Linked DNA regions of Gasterosteus aculeatus: region 1 is linked to region 2. A link is a contact called in public Hi-C data. All regions are on one chromosome and are shown on one strand. Each heading gives the region's core, a stretch centred on a gene start, on an enhancer-like site or on the middle of the called end of the contact. The rest is flanking DNA. Distances are from core to core; before and after follow the strand shown. Region 1 holds the start of zbtb16a (zinc finger and BTB domain containing 16a). Region 2 overlaps zbtb16a (zinc finger and BTB domain containing 16a).

Region 1 (3,870 bases), core at 1,352-3,851, 82 kb after region 2:
AATGACAGGCAGAATGTCTTCCAGCCAAGTGTCTCCATTGAACCACATCCTGGACGAGTTAGTTTGTGTCCAATGATCCACTCAATTTATTCAGCATGAGACACATTTTCAAAGCTGTGGCAATATTTTTTAATTTTCAAAAAGCCTGAAATTAGTTCAGGCTATTTTTTTTAAACGGCTTTAAAATACCCAAAATCCAGGGAATACAAAGATAAGTTAGTGAACAATACTAACTCGCAGACAAAAAGGAGAGGAAATGTCACCAGCCTTCTAGCAACACCACACAGTCTCCTTTTTTTTTTTAAAGTAAATCTAATTCCCAGATATGCAATCTCTAAAGCCTATATGCCCGCATGCAGGAGGTGAATGAAGCTGGCAGCTGTCGTTTGTGCTGAAGGCTCGTGGTAAATGCACAGCATGGCCCGCTTTGGGTTCATTTTATTTCGGGCACATTGATGCAATCTATTTAGAAGATTAAAACCACAAGTTCTCATCCAGCGGAGCTCCAGCCTCTCAAATCAACAGAGGTCACGTTTAACCCCCGACATTATCTTTATTACAGGTGTGCCAATAGCGCCGGTTTACGGCCCCGTAAAAGACCGATGCTTGTTGCGCACTTGTGGGCACAAGCCGGGGCTCCTGCGCCCTGCGGGACACGAGGCGAACTTCCTGTTTGGGGACTTTATCGCGTCTGTATTTACAAACGGGACGTGCGTCTAGACAGCGCGAACACCCCCCCCAGACGCACCAGAGCAATTACACAGCGCGTTATGCATTATGCAAAACGCCAACTACATTCAGCCGCGAGGGCTCGAGCCCAACGCGGGCCGCTGACAACAACCGCCTGGCGCCGACTTCAACGGAAAGGCTCCACAATCAATCTGGTCACGAGTCGTCTGCCACGGCGCGCACGAGCAGCGCGCAATATTCCACACTGACACGCGCAAATGTGGGGGACAGCAAAATGCTACAGCATCGTTAACCAGACGGGGGGGGGGGGAGACATTGAGCGTGCTAAAAGTGCACGCGAGACGGACAGCTGGGACAATCTCACGCCGATTGAAGGCAGCTCTCCTCAGACCGGCGCACAGGTGGACTTTGTTTGTGACCAAATGAAAACACGCTAAAGGGGAACATTGACAGCTGATGAGGGGGGGGGGGGGGGGGAGAAATGAGAGAGAGAGCGAGCGATGCCTGAAGGGTGAAGAGGGGAGGACAAAAAAGGAGAGTGACACAGAGAGCGAGATCAGACAGTCTCGATAACAAATCAATTTGCCATTGCTTCGGTTACCAGCTCCCGCCCCCCACACACACCTCGCGCCGCGCGCGCGCTCCTGCGAATCGATTATCGGTCACCAATCACACGTCTTTAGCTGCCCGTCAATCAGCTGAAGATTTGGGTTCGTTTCGAGTAAAAAAAAAAACGACCAGTGTGCCCAGTCCTCTGCGTGATGTCATCACGGCCAAATGAGCCACACTGGTGCAACTGGAGACACGAGGACGGGCAACAGTGTCGCTGTTTAAAAATACATCTAGAAAAAAAAAAAAAAAAAGATCACAATACCCCTCAAAACGAGCCAACGCGATTTCTCCAGTAAAGTCACATGGAGCGGGGCGTCATGTGTTGTCTGTCTCCCGTTGGAACTGCCCAGACCTCACGTCCTCCAGCCGCGATCCCCGGCATACTAAACCCACCGCGGTGTGTGTGAGTGTGTGTGTGAGTGGGGTGTGTGGTGGTGGTGAGGGGCGTACGTCAACCTTAACATCTCTACAATAGATACCGTGTGTTAATGCAAACTTCAACACCTTCGCGGGCGCAATCAGGGGAAACACTTGTTTTCCATGCAGCGCCCCGCCGGTGCGCAGGTTCCAACTCGCGTGCCGAAGTCGCGTTCGGCTGTTAACTTCAGCGTGAGGTCGAACGGGGAGAAGCAACAAGAAGAGGAAGGAGGAAAAAAAGAAAAAGGAAGAAAAAAAAACGATCCCCGGCGCAATAAACGCATCCAAATATCCACATGGTGAATGAAAGTACACAGAGAGAAAACAGCGGCACGCGCGTGCGGAGTCGCGGCTCCGGGCACTTGTCGCCGCGGAAACTGCAGCCCGCGTTTCGCCCGGATTCGGTACTCACCCAAGTTGCACGTTTAATGATTCCGTACAGTGCAGGAGGAGCAGGAGGAGGAGGAGGAGGGAAGGAGGGAGCGCGGCTACAGCATCGTGAAGGCGGCTCGCAGTGGCCGCTCTCTCAACGCGCACTAACTCCTTTCTCTTCCCTCGCCTGAGCAAATCAACATCAGCGCTGACGTCAACGCAGCCAGACGAGCAGCAGGCCGGTCCAGCCACACGCGCAAACACACGCACACACACACACACACGCGCGCGCGCGCGCTGAACACTGAGAGAAGTGAGACACCTAGGGGGCTGTCTCGCGTCAAACGGCTGCGTTACAGTGCGCCGAACGACAGGCAGGGCGACGCCTTCCAGGTGTGACGGGATGCGCTCGCGGCCCGCAGGTGGAGCTCAAACTCCCGCCGGGGAGGGTTCGGCGGCCATGTGGGGGAAGAGTCTCCCCCCCCTCTCTCTCTCTCTCTTTCTGTCCTCCCTCCAATCGTTCAATGAAAGTCGACTTGGTCCGTGTTTGGGGCAGCAGAGGACGGCAAAGGTGAACGCGAGGCGCGCTGAGACGTCCCGCGTGATGAGACTGACGCAAGCATGTTTTATTGATCAAAACTGTTAAATTATCGTAATGCCAAAAGAGAGAAAACACCACACCAAGTTCTTGCGTCTCAACAGGTTCGAATCGGCCGCCTCGAGATGCTACAAGTGTTCACAATGATGTATTAAAGCTGAAGGAACCAAAGTCACCCCGGAAATGTGTAATGGTTTAATAATATCATTTTATAAAAGATCTAGTATTAAGTATTCTTCTTTTACTAATCAAACTATTATATATCAATATAAACGTTACATATTCAATTAGACATTATGCAAAAGAAAGACAAAAACCTCAGAGAGCAGATTCGATGTGTACATTTAACTTTTGATATATCGTACATGCGTGTCGTTCGTCAAACAAACGCACAATGTTCATATACCAAAGGTTAAAAGGATGCATATTTTTCATTCCTTAGTGTCAATTGTGTGTGAACTAGATTACAAGCAAAAAAGCACACAAAGAAATAAAATTAATTATAATGCAATTGATTTAAAAGATTTAAAAAAAAAACTTGCAGGAGCGGTCTGCTTTTAAGATACTGACACTAATTTGAAGAAAGGCCATGAAACTAAATAAACTGCACATGGGAACCAGTGGCCCCTTTTTTCTTATGCGGTAAAAAGATGTCGTCGATGATCGATATGGTGAACGACTCTCAGGCGAATGCTTTCGCGGTGCATTAAGAGGCCTTAATTGTTTCTTAGCATAGCAATCATTTTTCTGTTGCTTTGTTTCTGCTGCGCAGTGGATGGTACACCTCATTATAGTTTGGCCTGACATACCTCCTGGAGTCTTTTATGGTAAAAGCATACTTTAGAGCTTCTCTGAAAGGAAACTTGATTGATACTTTTGTCTTAATGACGATTACTGACTGGGAGCCATCTCGTACTGATGGTTTCATTTCACAATATTTTATTCCTATTGATGTTATTTCTTTAAGTGCTCCTGGAAAACTCTTACTTTGTCTTTGTTTGCAAAGTCTGAAATATAAATTATTCTGCATTTAAGCACTTTGTTTGTCTCGGTTTGATTGTAAAATCATGGCTGAAGCAGGAGAAGGAAGAGGAGAATATCACCACAATGTGTGTGTGCATTTCTGTCTTGTTTGTACAGACATGCATGCTCGCTTTTGACTTTGTTTTTAAATCTTTTTG
Region 2 (3,885 bases), core at 1,217-3,716:
AACACAGTACGTTAGTACGTTGAAATAGATGATGATGTTGATGATTCATCATCTGGTTTATTTCAACAAAGCCATTTTGGGTGCAGTGGAAAATTGAAAAGTGAACATTTAAGTGATTTGGGCCGGTGAACCAACTAAAGTGAGATATAAAAAAATGACTCAATTTGGTTAGATTAAAAAAACAAAACAGTTTTAAACAGAAAAAAGCCCAAAACAAAAAGCTAATGGTTCATATCATTTTTAAAGGTCCCATTTGTGAGCAACATCTGGCCCATGACATTCACTTACTATGATGCATGCGGTTGAAGTTAAACTGGTGATTATAGGTGTTAAAAAGGCATTCGGGTTCAGGTTAAATTTGCTTAAAGTGCTTTTAAAGCAATTTCCAAAACGCGCAGCAAATGAGTGCGAAAAAAAAAAAGGGGGGAGTTCAGGCAGCTGTGACCTTGGAGCCAAACTGCGAGCGGCCGACTTGACTTTGTGGGTTGGAAGAAAAGCCTTTATTTATAGATGAGCTGTGTGTCGATCAAACGCCGTCGAGAGGAAAACGGCAGCCGCCAGAGAAGAGCAGGAGGAGGAGGAGGAAGAGCAGGAGGAGGAAGAGGAGGAGGAGGAAGAAGAGTGTCTGAGTGCCTGTGAGCGAGCGAGTGTTGCTTTTTGAAGAACTAATACAGTGGTGTGCCTCAATCTCACTTAATTCCATTGAAAGGAAATTGATTTGGGGGTTAGGGGTGTGGGGGGAGGGAGGGGGGGTCGCTCTCTTTCTCTCTTCATTACAGTTGTGATGAAGTCTTGTATCATGCTGCAGCGTGCAGCTGTTGCTCTATGATATACAATATTAAGGGACAACTTTAATGATGTCTGCAGGGGAAGTTGCTCAACGCAGCAACAAGTGGCAGGAAAGAACGCAACATAAATATTGAAATAGAATATGAATAGGGGTTACAGAGTAGCAGGGTTATGCAGTGTACGTGCAACTATCCGTCAAGGCAAACGTTGCATATTGCACATTTATTGTTGTGTATTAAATATTGAATCCAAATTCCATCAACAAGCCTATGGAACCCCAACCTTCAGTATCTATTCGTGGTCCATACCGCCAGCAGAGGTTTCACTTAACAGAGGGATTTTCTAAAATGTTGACAGGATCCAAAATAGTGCATCATTCATATTTCAGTGAATTACATGGCAGGACCTGATGAATATAAAACGTGGATATCACCCTTAAAAGTGCCTCTTTTTAGAACGTTTTTCCTGCTTTTTTTTTTTTTACATGCCTTTATTGCTACTGTGGCTCATGTGCTGGTTTCATGTTTTATTCAGGGGAGGATCCTACTGTGTCGGTCTCTATACTTTAGTCATACTGAAATGAACCTTGAGACCAAAGAGTGTTTCATATAAAGCTCTTCTGTGCGTTACCATTACGATGCGTCTCCATTATTTATAAAGTTACTCCCTAAGCTCGCCGTACAAGCCGGTTTGAACTGCCGAGTCCAATTACACAAACGGGAACGTGCACACAACAACGCGTGCTCGGGAAAATATTGGAAATATTTTGTCTTTCAATTCCCATCTTTGTCTTTTACACACCGGGGAGCTCCACTTATCACGATATCAGCGGGCAGCTTGTAGCTTTACTCACAGTGCAGTGTGCACGCTCGGGCAGATGAGAGGAGCTTCGTGTATTCGTCGCTTGCACGGGGAAATCAAAGGCAGCGGAGAAACTCGGCGAAGCTCAAAAGCTCCTCAGACGGAAAGGGAGAGGAGAGAAAAACAAGTGCTTTCAGTGCCAGGACTGTTAACAACCACCTGTATGCGCCCGCCTGTGGTTTCTAAAATAGCGCACACAAAAGAGCCGGTACCCAGGAGGAATTACCAACTAATCCTAAAATGATCTTTGGAAAAATGAAGGCTTTGGATAATATCCACTCAAAGCATGCAGACGTGTCACTCTCATGTAGATTCATTAGCCTTCGCCACGTGCGACCACAAATTCAGACTGAAATCCAAAATACTGCCAAATTCCAACGGGCTGAACTGAGTATTCTCCCTCGCTAGGATCAAATTGGGATTCAGTGAAGGCAGAAATGAAATCATTACTAAAAGGCCGTCATCTTAAGCCTCCATCTCGGGGGAGAAGTGAGAAGCCTGCTGCCCCAGATTGCCTAAAAATGCAGATAAGAAACGATCCCGCACCAGAAATTGGTCCTGCAGGACTATTCCATGGGAGAGATTAGTGGAAGATAATCATATAATTGCGACGACACCACCGACGGCAGCGAAACGACCACATAAAGTCGCCTCTGACTAAAGAACAGGCGCTTGAGATGAGTGGGAATAAAAGCGCTTGTGCGGCATGTGGCCAGCAGGGGGCGCTCCTCTGTCTACACACACACACACACACACACTGGTTCCCACTGGAGAGCCACAGCAACATGGGAGAAGCCCTCGTACGACCTTCCTGTCACACACAAAACAAAGCCTCTCACGTGGTGTATGGTGAGACGCCGCCGAGACGGTTAATGGCTGAGAATGGAGATCAGAAAGCAGTTTCGGGGGGTCAGGTGTTTGTCACCGAGCCCCCGGGTCACCGGGGGGGGCGGGGCGGTAAATGCTGTGCCGCCGATGTGCCGTTACAGTACAGGCACAGTCCGAGGCGTAAAGTCTCATTCAATTCAGATTCAGCAGCACAACGGCCCCTCAGAACAAGTGGAGGAGCATCCAATCAGCCGCTAAACGGGATCGACTCGGTCGGTTTGTGTGAATAAGGCATATTATTGATATCTTTGGAAGCACAAAAGATTCTTTTACTTTAAAGACGGGAAAGCAAAGTGTGTTGTTGACATCTTCTTCCCACGGTGTCTTCTTTATCTCCTTATTCTGCCAGCGCGTGTCTGCACCGCCGTCTCTATCTTTAGCTCCTCTTCCTCCTTTCCTCCCTTCCTCTAACCCCTCCGTCTCCGTCTCCAGGCCATATTTCTCCGTGGACAGAGCCCAGGAAATGAGCGCGTGGTGTGGGAGGGAGAGACCCGGACCTGCTGCTATAAATCCAACACTTTTTTCTTTTGGTGGTGGTGAGGGGGTGGGGGGGGCTTCTCCCACCTTGACCCCATTCCCGGCTCAGTACATCTGGCCTGCAAACAAGCAGACTGAAACACACACACTGTCGACAGTCTGCGACACACACCAGACACAAACACAACCTTCTGCTCACACACACACACACACACACACACACACACACATTCATTCGGGACGGCGCTCAGAAACGGAGCCAGCGTCTCTAACGCTGCACATGTGACCGAGCGACGCCACAATGGGCCGATCTGTCCGTGGAGACAACGAACCCTCGTCAAATTTCATTAAATGAGAAGGAAATCGTGGAACACCGATCATGAGTTGTTGACAGAAATGAACGTTGCGCATTCTTAAGTCGCTAATTCGATCATTGACACTCAACACTGAGGCCTCAGAGAGACTAACAGTCTCAAGTTAAACTGCTCACACCGCCACCTGTTTTAACGCCGTCTTGCCATTTTTTTTCTTTTTTTTTGGCGTCCAAAATGTTAAGTAAAGACGACAAGAATGTCATATGGATGACAAGAAGATTTCATTCCTAGTAGAACACCCTTCAAACGAAGAAGTCTTGAAAGAGAGGAAGAGACCTAATCTGCCTTAATCCACGAAAGGAACATCAACCGGAGCCTTTTTTTAAATCATGACGATTCCTTCATGGAACTTTGTCGATACACAAACACACCAGTTATCACTGGACAACGGACACCTCTGTCAGACAATTTAGTTCATGTTTATATGTATATTTTCCTACATGGTTTAAAAGATAACCGCCTAACCCTAATCAACTCATATTCAGTGACTGTCTTT

The links. Hi-C and Micro-C count contacts between places; a contact is called where the count stands out from the background.
Region 1: a contact with region 2 is called in a Hi-C map of skeletal muscle, with 4 times the contacts expected there. The contact joins the promoter of zbtb16a here to the enhancer-like site in region 2. A contact is called at or near these places in 2 of 6 Hi-C or Micro-C datasets (skeletal muscle and tail fin).

What each region holds. Positions count from the first base shown.
Region 1 is chr7:28,162,625-28,166,494 of fGasAcu3.hap1.1, forward strand. zbtb16a (zinc finger and BTB domain containing 16a) reads right to left here and starts at 2,602. Exons shown (of 7, transcript XM_040181271.2): 1 at 2,132-2,602.
Region 2 is chr7:28,080,680-28,084,564 of fGasAcu3.hap1.1, forward strand. The region is part of intron 4 of zbtb16a (zinc finger and BTB domain containing 16a); the gene reads right to left. Among protein-coding and RNA genes, the nearest start is that of htr3a, 40 kb to the left of the region's middle. Within about 2 kb of position 2,467, at least 4 of the 9 cell types and tissues checked have open chromatin away from gene starts, as enhancers often do.